2 separate regions of the Anser cygnoides genome follow, and region 2 is linked to region 1. Evidence: chromatin contacts called from public Hi-C data. All regions are on one chromosome and are shown on one strand. The core of a region is the stretch at or near the end of the contact, and the rest is flanking DNA. Distances in the headings are between cores, read along the strand shown.

Evidence for each region. A called contact is a pair of places that touch in the nucleus more often than the background predicts.
Region 2: a Hi-C map of liver shows a contact between it and region 1, with 2.4 times the contacts expected there. The contact joins two enhancer-like sites. A contact is called at or near these places in 3 of 7 Hi-C or Micro-C datasets (granulosa cells and liver).

What each region holds. Positions count from the first base shown.
Region 1 is chr4:40,995,332-40,999,510 of Taihu_goose_T2T_genome, reverse strand. It overlaps MAML3 (mastermind like transcriptional coactivator 3), which reads left to right. Exons shown (of 5, transcript XM_048074966.2): 3 at 3,378-3,623. Among named protein-coding and RNA genes, the nearest start is that of MGST2, 24 kb to the right of the region's middle. Within about 2 kb of position 1,825, at least 3 of the 3 cell types and tissues checked have open chromatin away from gene starts, as enhancers often do. A contact at or near this core is called in liver, where this site is marked.
Region 2 is chr4:41,096,566-41,100,558 of Taihu_goose_T2T_genome, reverse strand. The region is part of intron 1 of MAML3 (mastermind like transcriptional coactivator 3); the gene reads left to right. Among named protein-coding and RNA genes, the nearest start is that of MAML3, 110 kb to the left of the region's middle. Within about 2 kb of position 2,413, at least 1 of the 3 cell types and tissues checked has open chromatin away from gene starts, as enhancers often do. A contact at or near this core is called in liver, where this site is marked.

The sequences.
Region 1 (4,179 bases), core at 576-3,075:
CCTCGTGAAGGTATTTTTATATGCCATGGTCAAAGCGTCTCTCAGTTTTCTTTGAGGTAAGCTAAATGATTGAGCTCTTTAAGTCTCTCACTGGAAGATACTTTCTGCCTCAAATCATTTTTGTCTTCTTTTTCTGCTCTGGCTCTAAAATGTAGGTGCCTGACTGTACACATTTTTCTAGTATCGTTCTACTAATGCAGTATGCAGGGTAAGCCACCTCCTGGCTTCTGTTTGCTCTTCTGCTCTTTGTATATTCAGGGATTGCATTATTTCACATACCACAGAATGGCACAGCGAGCTCATGTCCGATTGTGTGTTTTGCATGTTAAGATGCCACTTTAAAGTCCTTGTTTTTTGGAGAACACCTTGTCCCTCGAGGTGGCATACCCACTCCTGTTGATTTCTGGTCCCTGGGGTCCCACTCTGCTCCCTGCGCCTCCAGCAGAAGTGGTGTGAGCTGGCAATGTCTGAGGGCTGGAGGGCATCATCTGGCGGTCCTTCTGCTGGTCCTGGCAGAAAACGGTGTGACCGCTTTTAGCTGTGGTTGGGGGAGAATGGATGTCATGCAGAAGGAGCAAATTGCTGAATGATAAGGAAGAGGCACGTGTAAGATTTGAGACAAAGAGGAAAATACTTTTTTTCCCTCCCCTTTGTCCCCTTTTTGAGGTCACTTGCGTTTGGTGTGCGTAACTGTACACACACACCACCCTGAACTCTGAGGAGGACCCCTCACTCTGGCAGATCCTTAGAAATAATGTGGGCAGAGGTGCTGATGAAGCAGCTAGGTCCCTACAGAAGTTCTGCTTACTGGGTGCTCTACAGCTACGAAAACCTGCCCAGACGTGTCATGCAGACCAGTTGGAAATTCTGCCTCTTTCTTGGCTCCACGAATGGAAGCTCGACTCTTTCTAAATCCGGTCTTACTCCCAGGTGCAGAGCACTCGATCCTGTCCCTGGGCTGTGTTGGAAGGGGTTCGCCGAGACTGCGGGGAGCACGGGGATCCCTGCGGGTTTGGAACCAGGCACGGCCACCACGCAGCAGCAGTGCCCGCTGCAGAGGTGCTCTTGGTAAGGAGCTCTGCTCCTGGACACAAGGGAGCGTTTTCCTGCTGGCAGGGGCTTTCTGCCCGGGCTGCACTCCTGTTTTGGGGACACACAACCCAGGGCTGCTGCCGGTGATGTCAGTGGGGCCTTTCATCATTGTTTGGGAAGAGCTTTGGCCAAAAAAAATGGAAAGGAGCAGAAATATTCCGGGCAGGAGGGTGGTGTTCTGGCTTGATGAAGAACGCCTGGCCTTAAATCTGTTATTAAAACTGGAAACAGGAAGCTTTTGCTGTGCATAGGCAAACTCTTGTACCCAGAAATGGCTGAACGCGCCGCTCTGGAAGTAACACCTCCGTGCTAATCTTCATATTTCCTCCAGCTGCTGCACGGCGCGCGGGTTCGTGTCAGCTGGCGGGGCTTCCTTCGGGGCTTTCTTCCCTTTCCGACCCGGGAGCTAACAGCGTGTGGCGTAACGCCATGCAGGACCGAGCTGCGGCGGTATCGCGGGATGAGTTTGTGCCTGCGCTGTTTCCACGTGTGTGCACAGCAAGCCAGGACACAAGTTCTGCAGTAAGGCTCTTTCGAGGCAGATTCAGCCGGGTTTGGGGCTGCAGCCCCGGTGGCAGCTGAGCACGGAGGCTTGGGGGAGCCCCTGCGGGTGCCACCTCCGGCTCCCGAACCGCCCCCCCCCGGTTCCTTTCCCTTGTAGTAGCTGCAGCAGAGGTTCCATTACTTGGCAGCGCGGCCTCGCTGCTGTCTATAAATGGAAGCAGTTGGCCGGTCTCCCAGTATAACACAAGATAGTCCTGTGCAGCGGTTATGCAATCCCCAGCCTGATGACTTCATCAGGAGCCGGGGGGGGACGGGGGTAGGAAGGATCCTCAGCGGGCAGCCTGCGGGTGGTGCGCGTCCCCCGGGGCCCGTGGCGGGGTGAGGGCAGCGGGGGGAGCGTCGGGGCCACGAGCCCACCAAGTGTGGTGTGAGGAGGGAAAGGGGGGAGATGTGGGAAGACTGTTGGGGTGGGGAGGAAACTTTCAGACCGGGGGACGCGTATGTTGGGAAGGCAAAGCAGCCGAATACTGGAGAGCTGCCTCTCAGCGGGGAGCCCTTCGGGAATTAGCGGCGCGAAGTAGAGATGCGGACAAATTGTATTTTCTTGTTATTACCTCAAAAGGGTCCTTGAAAACCTGACCTTGGCGCGGAAAGGCTGATCCTCATTTCCCAGGCCGCGCTCCATTTTAACCCTTCCGCTGGCTGGGCTGGGTGGCACAGGGCACAAGATGACTTCACGCAGCTGTGGCGCACCTCAGGCCCGCAGCCGGGCAGAAGAGCCCGCCCTGGCCCCGGGACTGCCTCCCACAGCGGGTCCCGCACTGGTGCAGGCCCTTTTCGTCCCATCCCCATCCCCATCCCATGCGGTGGGTGCTTAACGAGCAGCCACCCCCAGGGGACAATTAGCGAGGCCGGCCCCGCTGGCTCCGTGCCGAGCCGAGCCGTGCTGCCCCGGTCCGGCAGCGGCCCCTGGCGGCGGGCCGAGCCGAGCCGAGCCGAGCCGTGCCGGGCGGCAGCACGGGGAGATGCCGGGGAAACGCGGGCTGGGGGAGGAAGATCGGAAAGAGAGGGCTTCCGCAGTGACTCTGGCTTTCTCTGCTCCCTTTTGTTTTCCTTTCCCAGCCCTAAGAGGCAGCGCACCGCCCTGGGAGCGCGAAGAGAAAGCAGGGGGGGGTTAGGAGAAGGTACCTGTGGCATCACAGGTGCTCGTGTCCTTCCTTCCAGTGACAAGCTTTTGGTCCTTAGCTGGGGGGTGGAAATCTTAAATAAACACGTTGTGTGGGTGAATCCTGAGATTCTGGTGCAATATAGGGGGAATTAGGGCTGTTCGCTGTGCCTGCCTACAACCTCAGCTCCTGAACCCGGAGGCCTTCATGGCAGTGTCAGTGTGGGAAAAGGGAAGGAAGTGGAAAGGGAGAGAAATGAGGTTTATTATCCCCATGATGATGGAGGAAAACCCTGGAAAAACATCTCTCGCAAGTTATTTACCCTGAGTGAAAATAAACCTAGTGCCCAATTCTGGTATCTTATTATTAGTAAATTGTCAAGTGCTCTTGCTTTATCCGAGGGGCCTTTGAACTCTGGGTTACGACGTGAGAGCAGAGGAACCTGCCACCTGCAGCAGGCAGCGTGTGGCACTGCCACAGGCCACAAGCAAGGACTCTTACTTTCTTCCAGCTCCAGTCCTCGCCCACAGACTCAAGGCATATTGTTAATCAACCATAATTTCCCCAGCCCGTGAGCGCCCTCAGTAACGAGGCCTTCTCTCTCTGTTTGTGCAGGAGCAGCACCAAGTGGGATTGTCTCGGAGCACAGCACTTATGCAGCCTTCAGTCCCACCGGGCTCCAGCAGCGTGGTCACAGGCACGAGCTCTGGGGGTCCCTTCCTGGGAAACCAACCGCAAGCAGCCATCATGAAGCAGATGCTGATTGAGCAGAGAGCCCAGCTCCATGTGATAGAGCAGCAGAAACAACAGTTTCTCAGAGAGCAGAGGCAGCAGCAGCAGCAGCAGATCCTAGCAGAGCAGGTACAACATCTGTTTGTCTCGAGCTCTGCAGCACATGCTGGTATGAGGGCATGAGCACTACAGTACAGTACAGCACCAGCCCTTCCTTTTACATTCAGTAATTCTCTCTCGGTGGCTTACATCATGTTTTTTTCAGCAGTGGTTATCAAAGAAGAGGCATCTGCCTCAGTCCTGCCATGACCTTGGCAAATATTATGCCTTTTCCCAGCAGTGGACATGGCAATTGCATGAGGTTTTAGACACTGGGAAAGCTAGCTCTTAACCTGCTATCTCATGATGTGTTTAGGCTGGCAGAAGCAGGCTCTGGTACAGTGACAGTTGCTGGTGCTCTCCCCTGCTACATCAAACTGTGGTCTTGCACTGTCAAAAGCAATGTACAGCTGTGCAGCGATCTGGGACAACGAACTGGTGGGAGTAAAAAGTAACCTACCAAAAAAAAATTACTCAGATCGATTACATGTCAATTCCTTAGTCTGGTTAGTCATACAAACAGCACAAGCAATCGTGTTAGTGTGAGGGAGAGGCAGAATCAAGGTGGAAACTGGGGGCTGAAGTG
Region 2 (3,993 bases), core at 1,164-3,663, 100 kb before region 1:
CTGTGATATGTATTTGCATTGAAGCTAGTCCAAATTTGCAATTATTGGGATTTGGACAAAGGAAAATGATCAGGGTCAGTTATTTTTATTGCTGTCTTTCTGGTTTCTTGGACTGAAAACAGCTGTGAGGAGGGGGAAAAAAAATCGAAACCTGACAAATCTCATGCAATTACTGGCCTTGAAAAAGATATTTTAAGGAATGAATCCGGGGGGGCTTCTCTCTAACTGCCCAGCGCTTGTGTCAGGGTGCTGCGTGGGCTGGGGGCTTTCTGGGGCCAGGGGCGCACCTGGGACATCGGGGCAGGGCCCTGCAGCCGCGCTTGCTTTGTCATGGTCTGGGTTGTGTGTTTGTAAGCAGGCGGAGGTGGCTGTGCACAGCCCAGGGAAGGCTTGGGCTGGCTGTCACTGCGGGCAGCGCGGGCCTTGCCCCCAGTCAGCAGAGTCACAGCTCTGCTCTTAGCACAGCCCTTAAATCACCGCTGGGATCTGCAGGCAGTTCGCAGCAGCACAGCCATCAAACCCTGCCTGCGGATTGATCCTGTGGGCTGCGATGTCGGCCCCCGGCCAGGGAAGGTATTGATCCCAGCCAAACAGCCGTGCAGGACGGGCAGGCGGCATGATCTATGCCGTCGTGCCGTTTCCTCACCCGCAAGTTACGACCACCACGACGCGGGCATCCAGCAGCTCCGTGGCATCAAGTGCTTCATCATCGCTGGCTGTGTTACCCGGCCCTTGGCATAGGCAGGGGCAAACTTTCCGGGTGAGGAGGATCCAGCCGGTAACCCCCAGAGAGATGGAGCAATGTGCTCACCGTACGGAGGAATGAGCTTTCCTTGTGGTCTTCTTCAGCGGTCTCTCTTCTCCACCAAAATGCTGGACCTCTTGCAAAAATGCTGGTCCTTAAGTATATCACTGCCATAATATATGGATTAAATCTGTAATTGGCTGCAGCATTTAAAGACACGCTCAGGTGCCAGTGCTTCTTCAGTGCTTTTTGTTTGGATGCTCGGTGGTACGTGCATTCGTCTTAGATAAACCGACCCCAGGACTTTTAGTTCTGGTGTATATGTGCCTAGTAGTGTTGGAGATACTACCAATGTAGGGAAAACCAGGGAAGTTTGGAAAAGAAGGAAAGAATTCCAAGCAAGGCTTTAAAGTACAATCAACAGCTTGTTTCTTAGGTTTTCCTTGAATTTGGGGTACTCAGCGTCCATCACCTGTAACATTACCCATATGTAACAATGGAGAAAGTCTAAATTTAAGGAGGAATGGAAACTTCTGTTAAATGGGCAGCTTGTTGTGTGTATTGTTACAAGTTACTATAGAGAAGCTTTTCCACACAGATGGGCAATTTCCAGTGGAATGGTAAGAAAATCTTCATTTGGTTCTTTCCATTTTCTAAAACAAAAATACAAAAACAAAAAAAAAAAAAAACAACAACAGCTCTGCATCAGCTTGGGAATTACAGGGAACAACAGCCCATGTGGCTTTGTTCTGTTTCTTCCATCTGCTGTTCTAGAAGAAAGAGCATCCTGGGGAGAAGGGCTTGACAAGTTCTGCATGTGAAACCAGGAGCAAGTTGTTACATAAGCTCAGCTTTAAGAGGTGCATTTAGTGCCTGGGCTGGTTCATTAATATTTTTACTTTTGCACAGGGTGTTTTAAAATTCAGGTAGAGGTATTTACATATCTGAATGTATTATTTTAGGTTCCAGTACCTCAAAGGCATGGCAAGCTCAACTTCGTGATGGTTTATAAAGTCTTTATTGATCATTCCCAGGCACTGCATTGTTCACCTAGCTTTCAATTGCTGCCTAAAAATAAGCAAATAGAAAACAAAAGTTGCTCTTGGAGTTAAACCGGGGAGGAGAAGTTCATGAAGCTGCTGGAAAAACAACCCAGGCACCCTGAGCGAGCCAATAGCAGGGAAAGAAATATAACACTCGTAGTGCGAAAGGCGCTCTCCTTCGCTCTTTGCATGCGTCAGCCACAAAAATAGAAACCTCAGGAACAAAGCTCCATTGGCTAATGAAAAAGGAGGAAAAAGGTGAGGCTGCTCCAAGTCGTGCTAATCACGTTCCTCCCTGCGATAGCCAGGTTACCTTGGTAGTTACCGCGGCTGAAGCGCAAAGTTTGAGCCTGCACCTCCTGATGTTTCTACGTGTGTTTCTTCCCTTCGCCTGCTCGCATTGGCTTTGTGGTCACTTTTAGCCGTGTCAGCATGTTGGAAATTGCTGACAGTAAACAGTGAAGGCATGCATGCATGCTACTGAAAAAACCACAAGGAAAACAGCCTTGGGTAAATGGTGGATTTGCTCCCTGTTACATGTTCAGAGCTTCCAGGCACAGTCTGGAGCCTCTTGCAAAACAGTGTTTGGGAGGTTTTAATCCTAATTTTAAAGGGAGTTGATACAGGCTATGAAGTAGCTTGCTTTTCCGTGTGAGTTTTGGTACCTGCAGTAGGGGAGAGGTTTATACAGATTAAATACTGGGCAGGAGAGGGTAGAAAGGGAGGTACAGCTGTGTTTGGGATCGTCTGGGGCAGTGCAGACCGGGGCACGAGGCTTCTCTTGTGCACCAGCCCTCGGTGGTAGCACCGTGCTATCCCCACGTTCCTCCACCCACCTTTAGGTTCAGTGTGGCCTGGCTGGTCAGCGCGCCTGGAGCCGAGGGGCTCCGAGACCTTCCCAGCTGAAATGCTGGCTTCTGCCCGTGCCGAGCTCGCCTAGGTGCTGCACCAGTACGTGGAACTGCACGCAGCCCCCCGAGCCCTGCTTGGAGCTGCCAGAGGCTCAGCTTACAGAGTGCAGAGAAGGGGTAGGCTGGACTCAATCAAAAATGGATTTTGCTGGGAGCCTGTTTCTATTTTTATAGGAGTTTACCCAGCTGCTTCGGAGCTGCTGCAGCTGTCTGAAGCAGTTGCAGCGCACACCTTGCTGGAAACGCTTGCTCTGCCTTGTGCCATGTTACCTGCAAGCCAGGTCCCCCTCTGTAACAGCTCATGCCCAAGGAGCTCCTGCAGCACGGGCATCGCCGTGGAGGGTGAGCCGGGAGCTTCAGTCCTCTTCTCTTCCCACTGCAGAGGTGGTGCAGGACTCAGGACGAGGTCTGCAACCTGAACCAGAAAAACAGAGAGAAAACACAGGCCACAATCTCGTTTCTCTGGAATTGCAGGACGGTTTCTTTGTGGAAATCGGTAATTATTCTGCTATCAGCTGATGCAGTTAGGATCAGGATTTGGGCCTGATCTATTTCAACAACAACTGTCTAAGAACACGGTTTCCAAACTCAGTTTAAACTTGGTCTCACACTGCATTTTAGGATGAACTAGCTTGAGCTGGCTTAAATCTCTGCTTTAGACTGAATTAAACAAAGACAACCCAAAGCTGATGGTGTCTTAGCTGGGTTGCCAGCTAAAGGGAAAGTGCCATGTGAAACAGCTCCTGAAAGCTGGGAGGGGAGATCGATGCTAGGGGAAAAGCCAAGGGATTTGTCTGCCTGCGATGCTCGGTGTGCGCTTCTGTCTGCTGACACTGTCAGTCCTGGCAGGGGCTGCGTCTTCCTGCCCTTGTGTAGTGCCTGCCCTCCTGCAAGAGCTGTGTAGGTAGTAGCAAACCCAAATAATTTGTTTCCTGACAGAGATTGCCCTCAATCCCTGCTGTAAAGCTCCCTACATTAAAACCCCCAATATTTTTTCAAGAATTCCTAGGAGGCTGCTGGCATGTAATGACTAATTTTGTAAATCTTGCATTAAAAAGGGGGCTGTACATCGGAGAGGCTTCTGCTATATTTAGAACAAAACTTCATGCTCCCACTGTCAGGATGTGAGCTTAATTACAGCATGCTGCAAACTTTGCTTTTGTGAAGGATATTTTTCTGCGCTGCTTGCTTCAAAAAGCACAGTTTTGCTGCTATTTTTATGATGCTTTTGTAACAGCAGCAGGAGTTGAAATGGGTTCGGTGAAACTGGAGAAGGATCCTCTGACACACCACC